2 separate regions of the Mus musculus genome follow, and region 2 is linked to region 1. A link is a contact called in public Hi-C data. All regions are on one chromosome and are shown on one strand. Each heading gives the region's core, a stretch centred on a gene start, on an enhancer-like site or on the middle of the called end of the contact. The rest is flanking DNA. Distances are from core to core; before and after follow the strand shown. Region 1 holds the start of Ccsap (centriole, cilia and spindle associated protein). Region 2 overlaps Abcb10 (ATP-binding cassette, sub-family B (MDR/TAP), member 10).

Region 1 (3,420 bases), core at 28-2,527:
TCTTCCTTCCTTCCTTCCTTCCTTCCTTCCTTCCTTCCTCCTTCCTTCCTTCTTTTTCTTTCTTTCTTTTTTTTTTTAGTGTGATCCTTCCTGGATGCCTGTCCTTTCAAATCTTTCTGCAGCGATTGCATCAATGCTTCCTTTTACAAAAGCCATCTGTAGAGCAGGATTGCAACAGTAACAACCCTGCGACCCTGTCCATTAGAGCCCAAGCCAAACATTTGCACCAGGTCCTTGAGCAGGCCCTAGGCTTTATTTTATTTTATTTATTTATTTTTACAAAAGTTGGCCTCTAGTAAGTTATAAAAGGCAAGGGCAGGTGAGGCGGCTCATACCTGCTAATTCCAGCACTTGTGAGGTTGGCGGAGAAGGATCAGGAGTTCAAGACCAGCTTGGGCTCTGGAATGAGTTCTAGACCAGCCTTGGTAACATGAGATTTGTCTCAAAAAGGGGGCAGAGGAGGGAAATGTATTAAAATAGCAACATCAACAACATCATTAACAACAACAATAAAAAAATCACTAAGGCCTGAGAACCCGGGCGTTGTGAAAAGAGGAAGGAATCGGGACACAGGATTTGGTCCTCGGCTAGGTGTTGGTTGCTCAGGTTGCATCTAGAGCTGAAGCCTCCTCGCGAGGCCCCCAGTAGCGAGTGGGCGAACGAGCTGGGGGTTCACAGCAGCGCCCCAGGCGCGGGCGCAGGAGCGGGCGGGGGCCCGGCGGGCGCGCGGGGAGGTGCAGGCTTCAGGCTAGGGCGGCGCCTTCGTCTCCGGCTGCTGTAGGACCGCGGAGCCACCGCTCCATCGGCGACATCTTGGTGGAGGACGCGCAAGGAGAAACGCTGTTCGCGCTATAGCTGCTGCGCCACGATCTCAGCTGACCTCCGGAGAGCGGAGGATAGAACAGGCAGGAGGTAAGGACGCTGCTCCTAGAGTCCCCGACTCCTCGCCCAGGAGGGTGTCTGGGGACCTAAGATCCCCTGTCCCGTCACCTTGAGTCCGGTGGTCTCCACCTCTACCGAGTGGAGCAGACCCCTGGTGACCACCTATCATTCCATCTAGATAGGTCGCGTCGCCTGGAATCCCTCCTGAAACCCCGCCCCCGCTATTACCTGAACTAGGGGCCTTCCCAGCCCGGAACTCCGCCCCCGCTAGGAACGCCCTCTCCCAGAAACACCCGTCACAGACCCGCCCCCTCTCCGCCCCTCCTTGCCCCAGCCTCCGCCCTCCAGTCCGGGCGGGGCTCCGGGTTTGAACCGCGCGGCGGGCCGCGCCTCTGAGTCCGTCGCACCCGTAGGCGGCAGCGCGGAGCAGGCAGTCGGCGGCGCGCGGCACCATGTCCCCGGGCAGCGGGGTGAAGAGCGAGTATATGAAGCGCTATCGGGAGCCGCGCTGGGACGAATACGCGCCGTGCTACCGCGAGCTGCTGCGCTACCGCCTGGGCCGCCGGCTGCTGGAGCAAGCGCACGCGCCCTGGCTCTGGGACGCCTGGGGCCCGGACAGCCCCTCGGACAGCTCGGCTTCACCCAGTCCGGCCCCCAGGGGCGCGTTAGGGGAGCCCTCGGCGCCCTCCGCGCGGGAGGAGGAGCAGCCGGTGGGGGAGCGCGGCGCGGAGCTGCGGGACGCGGAGGAGCAGGACACAGTGTTACCAGGTACGGGCACAGCGCGTTGCTCCGTTCTCAGCGCTTCCTGTTTTGGTTTAATTGGGGTTGACAGAATCCGCTTGCTGAACTAAGCGGGGAAGGTGCGGGCCGCATTTCCACCTTCCCACCCCAGGTTTCCCTAATTTGGTGACTCTTGGCGGAGCCCTTTATGACCTCCAACTCATATGACCCTGGTTGGGGTCCTTGGTCGCAGGCAGTGGCCCGCTCAGTGAGCCCTCGATCCACCAGATGGCGGATCTGTTTGTTTCTGCGCATCCTGTTTGGCGAGAGGAGCTTTTCATTCCAAAGATGACCGACTGAAGTTAAGAACGCCCGAGCTGTCATAATGGGGTCATGGTTGTCAGTGTGAACGCCTTGAAGGCCTGGTCTCGCTGTCTCTGAAGAATGGTATGCGTTTGTTTGTGGACGAACCCCTCTTTGTATACGCTGTGAGCCACTTTCCCGCCGTTGCGGAGTGGGGCTGTCAGCAGAGAGCCCTGGGGTTTGCCTGGACTCAGGGCAGTACTTCAGTACAACTGTAGATCACTATGGTTGCCAGCCACCTCTCTGAACTCTTCTGAGAGTCCAGTGGTGAAAAAGTTATTTCTCAGTGACTGGTCTAGGAATATGTATTTTCTCATTCGACCTTCAAAGTCATATGATGGGCCCTTTGTTTTTAATCTCAGTTTTGTAAACAAAGCCATGGGAGCTTGGGATCCATGGTCGGAGTCTGAAAGGGTCGGATTTCCCTGCTCTTGGTTACTATGTTTGCCTATTCTCAGTTCTTGCATGGCTGGGCCGCCTTGTGTCATCTGGTCGCTTATGACGACCATTCTGATGCTTCAGTGATGTGGTTAGAAATTAGGGAAAGTGGCAGAAGGTGGTGGGGGCGGTGAGCATGTCTCCCAGGTATTAATATGAAAACTGAGCCCTTGCTAACTGTGAGGTTTTTTTTTATTGGGACGAGCAAACCTGCTTTTCCTTTCCCACTGTGGTTTGAAGAGGTTACCTGCTATCTATCTGTGTGTTCCATATGAAAACCTGACAGCACTTTAGTGGGCTTCGTGCCGAGTTCATGATTATTTGGGTTTCCATGGAGATACAGAGCCCTCCCCAAAGATTTGCAAAATTCCTGCTAAAATTTTTGGTGTGTAGGCATTAGGGAAAATAGATGTGTCCCGCTTTCGGGATTCTCCATCCGCAGCTCTTTTGCTGGCTCCTGCGGGCCAGTGTCAATGTGAGAAATGTTCCTGACAGATGCATTATAATGCTAGACTGGTGAGCCACTGATTCACATTGCTCTAAAATACATTTGCCTTATTTTCACTGAAAGGGTTTTTGTTTGTTTGTTTTGTTTTGTTTTTCAAGTCTTTGTTTTTCAGAGTTTCTCTGTGTAGATGTGACAGTTCTGGAACTCACTGTGTACACTAGGCTGGCCCTGAACTGGTCCACCTGCCATTGCCTCTTGAGGGCTGAGATTCAGTGTGTGCCACCACTGCCCAGGTGCAAGGACTTTCACATGAGGAATCTTGTGTCTCCATGAAACGAATGACATGGTGCTCCCCCTCCCCCCAGCAGCTGTCTACTTGTTAGGTAACCTGCTTCCCGCTCCTCTGCTTTTTCCATTTTCCTTTTTGGGGTACTGAAGATTGAATTCAAGACGTTGGGTATGCTAGGCAAATGCTCTCCCACTGAACCCCATTCCCAGCTCCCTTTGTATCTTTTGTTTTGAGACAGGGTCTCAAACAAAACTAAGCCACACTCTTAAGCCACAATCTT
Region 2 (3,577 bases), core at 658-3,157, 100 kb before region 1:
TCCCAAGTCTTCCTTAGTGATCCTGGCTTTTGTAAGAGGTTGGGGAAGGCGGAGATGAAAACAAGGCTTTACATTTCTTGGCTCTGGGGGGGTGATGCTGGGATGCTGGTACTGATGGAGGACCATCTCCTCCTTGGGATGCTGGTACTGATGGAGGACCATCTCCTCCTTGGGATGCTGGGATGTTGGTACTGATGGAGAACCATCTCCTCCTCCTTGTCATCACCTTCCCTGGAGCCATGGGCACAGAAGCCACTAGAGCACGGTGGCACTGAGAGATGTCACTGAGGTGGGTCAGACCCGAGGGCCAGTCTTCACACTGTGCTTCACACTGCTCCCAAGAAAAGGTGACACCTCAATTAAGGTCGCACAAGACCTTACATGATAAGCCCAGCATCTAGGCCTGTTTCTGTTCACTTCAGTCAGGCAAGGGAGACACCCACAGGGAGGCAGGGGCATTCTGCCCTGAGCTCCATTCTTCTCACTTTGGCTTTCTGCCTTCCCTCTTGTGTTTCAGAGGGGATGGTGTTAGATGAGAAAACCTTCCAGGGTGCCCTGGAGTTCAGAAACGTGCACTTCACATACCCTGCTCGCCCAGAGGTGTCCGTATTCCAGGATTTCAGTCTTTCCATCCCATCTGGATCTGTCACAGCGCTGGTTGGCCCAAGTGGTTCTGGGAAATCAACAGTGGTTTCGCTCCTGCTGCGGTTGTACGACCCTAATTCTGGTAGGTGGCTAGTGACAGTGTGGGCAGAGGCATCTCTGAGCTGTCAGTGACTTCTCCTGATGCCTGTTCCCACCCCATGCCTAGGAGAGACCACATCTGACAACACTTTCCCATATTCCTACCCTTGGAAATGGGTCAGCAAGACTGCCCAGCAGCACCCAGCAAATACCTTCTGGTGCCAGCAGCCATGGGTGCTGTGGACTGTCCCATACCCACACTGGAACTCTGCTGACATGTGCTGACATAGCAATTCTGGATTTCAAGAGGCCTTCTGATGGCTTCTGCCTCAGGGCTGTTCCTTGACTGTTTTTTTAGGGTCTTCTGTGTCCAGACCAGACAGTTTAGATTTATTTTGTATGTTCTGCCTGCATGTGTGCCTGTAGACCAGAAGAGGGTTAGGGTTAGGGTTAGGTTAGGGTTAGGGTTAGGGGGTTAGGGGGTTAGGGTTAGGGTTAGGGTTAGGGGGTTAGGGTTAGGGTTAGGGTTAGGGTTAGGGTTAGGGTTAGGGTTAGGCAGACCTCATTATGGATGGTTGTGAGCCACCATGTGGTTGCTGGGAATTGAACTCAGGCCTCTGGAAGGACAGTCAGTGCTCTTAACGGTTGAGCTATCCCTCCAGCCTCTTCCTTGGCTGTGTACTTAGCAAGTATGAGACTGTCTCATCCATTCGTGAGGTATGTATGTATGTGCACTGTTCTGCAGTCTTAGACGGGGCTGCTGAAGAGACTCCAGTTTAAACTTGCAGAACATTGTAGACCTCCATCCCTGAACTGGGCCTTCATGGTCTCTTCTGATACCAGCATGATCAGGAGACTGCAGTCAGGAGACTGCCATCAGAACTGCTAGCCAGTGCACACTGTGTTTTCCTCCCCTGTCCCACACACTTCTCTTTGGAATCAAGGCGCTGCATAAGACTTCAGATTCATGGAACACCAACACTGCCAGGTAGCCTAGCTGCCAGCACCTCCAAACTCAGGAGGGGGGGGCTGGCTAGCCTCCCATCCACTAGGGGAGGTCCTAGCTTCAGACATTCCAGAAGGCTCCTGTTGCTCTGAAAGTCCCAGCCTTGTTGGTTTTGAGTTCCATATGGACATTATGGAAGTTGATTTTCTTCGGTGGTTGGGACAGAACCCAGGCCCTTGCATATGCTAAGCGAGTGTTTCACCACTAGCTACACTGGAGTCCTGACCCTGTGTTTAGTCTTTAAAGGTTGCCTGGGGGTTGGGATGCGGATCAACTGGTTACTGTTTATTTAGTATGCAAAAAAAAAAAAAAAAATCTGGATTTGGGCCAGGCAGTGATGGCGCACGCCTTTAATCCCAGCACTTGGCAGGCAAAGGCAGGCAGATTTCTGAGTTTGAGGCCAGCCTGGTCTACAGAGTGAGTTCCAGGACAGCCAGGGCTGCACAGAGAAACCCTGTCTCAAAAAAAAAAAAAAAATTCTGGATTTGCTCCCCAGTACAGTCTTAGTGGGAGAGGGGTCAAATAACGGCACAGTCCTCCCAGGTAGGTAGACTGAGAAAGGAGGGTGAGTTGGGGGTCATCCTCGGCTGCACAGGGAGTCTGCAGTTGACTGACTACATGAGCTCCTGCCTCAGTAAGGGAGGGAAGAGGGAGCAGTGAGTCTGGGATTCCCCCTCCTTTTAGGGTTCACTTTGGTTATCACCCTTGACCTGTGGTGACCTCTGCCTTCTCCCTCCCATCAGGAACAGTCAGCCTTGATGGCCATGACATTCGTCAGCTAAACCCCGTCTGGCTGAGATCCAAGATTGGGACAGTGAGTCAGGTAGGAAGACGGGTTTCCCTTACTTCCCTCTCGCTCGCTCGCTCACCTTGTTGGAGCTGTGGTCCCTTGGCTTTGCCTCCATCTCGTGTTCTCCAGAGTGGGACAGAGGCTTCCAGATGGATCGCACCACTCCACACACATTCCACACACACCCACTCCACAGATACACTCCACACACACCACTCCACACACACACTTCACACACACACCATTCCACACACACACACTCCACACACACCACTCCACACACACACTTCACACACACACCACTCCACACATACCACTCCACACACACCTCTCCACACAAACCTACTCCACACACAGCACTCCATACACACCCACTCCACACACAGACAGTTTCCTATGGCCCAGGGACTCAACACAATCAGTTGAAATGCTGACTTTCTATTAAGAGCTGAGACTGGCGTTCCTGTGCAGCACTGGGGGGCTGGAGGAAGGACCGGGAGAAACTCTTGCTGTCCTTCACAGTTCCCCTGTGTGTCCATAGGAAGCAAGTGCGGTTCCTTTTCACGGAGCTCCTTGCACAAGACTGCGTGGAGCAACAACTGTATCCCAGCCAACTCTTTTACCACTGTGCACCCTGTGGTCACGCCCATGCCTCCCATTCCCACTCTTGATTGGGACTTCTGCACTAGGATGGATAGATGGCACAACCCTGGTACTGATTAGACCTCAGCAATGTGTGTCATGAGGGCAGAGGACTAGAGACTGCTGTGCTATGTGGGGCTGGCAGTCAGGATGTTATGGTGGTGTCTGGTTCTTTGTCAGAAAGCAATGGGTGGACTTGGGCCCTTTGTCTGTATTGGAAGGTAGGTAGTCGAACTTAGGTCTTCTAGGCCTTGCTAGCCTTAGGGAAGGGGCTGAGATTTATAAGGTTGTCATGGGCCGGCAATTGTAGGCACCCATGTTGGGGACTCCTTCCCACAGTGTAGTGAAGACAACAGGACAACAGATCATTTTGGTCTTCTTCATGGTAAGCTGGGACCTTTTTTTTTTTTTGAGACAGGGTCTCTCTGTGTAGTCCTGGCTGTCCTGGAACTCAC

Evidence for each region. Hi-C and Micro-C count contacts between places; a contact is called where the count stands out from the background.
Region 2: a contact with region 1 is called in a Hi-C map of neutrophils, with 4 times the contacts expected there. The contact joins the enhancer-like site here to the promoter of Ccsap in region 1. A contact is called at or near these places in 2 of 39 promoter capture datasets (embryonic stem cells and fetal liver), 8 of 484 Hi-C or Micro-C datasets (CD4 T cells, CD8 T cells, double positive thymocytes and 4 more), 2 of 115 datasets of contacts at active chromatin or transcription factors (both in embryonic stem cells) and 2 of 9 other capture datasets (adipose tissue and liver).

Annotation. Positions count from the first base shown.
Region 1 is chr8:123,857,325-123,860,744 of GRCm38.p6, reverse strand. It overlaps Ccsap (centriole, cilia and spindle associated protein), which reads left to right and starts at 1,277. Exons shown (of 3, transcript NM_001379289.1): 1 at 1,277-1,650. The coding sequence starts at 1,335. Gm9901 (a long non-coding RNA gene) reads right to left here and starts at 1,290. Exons shown (of 2, transcript XR_388182.4): 1 at 1,111-1,290; 2 at 247-875.
Region 2 is chr8:123,959,146-123,962,722 of GRCm38.p6, reverse strand. It overlaps Abcb10 (ATP-binding cassette, sub-family B (MDR/TAP), member 10), which reads left to right. Exons shown (of 13, transcript NM_019552.2): 8 at 518-727; 9 at 2,434-2,513. Among named protein-coding and RNA genes, the nearest start is that of Nup133, 12 kb to the right of the region's middle. Within about 2 kb of position 1,907, at least 7 of the 459 cell types and tissues checked have an H3K27ac peak or open chromatin away from gene starts, as enhancers often do. A contact at or near this core is called in liver and neutrophils, where this site is marked.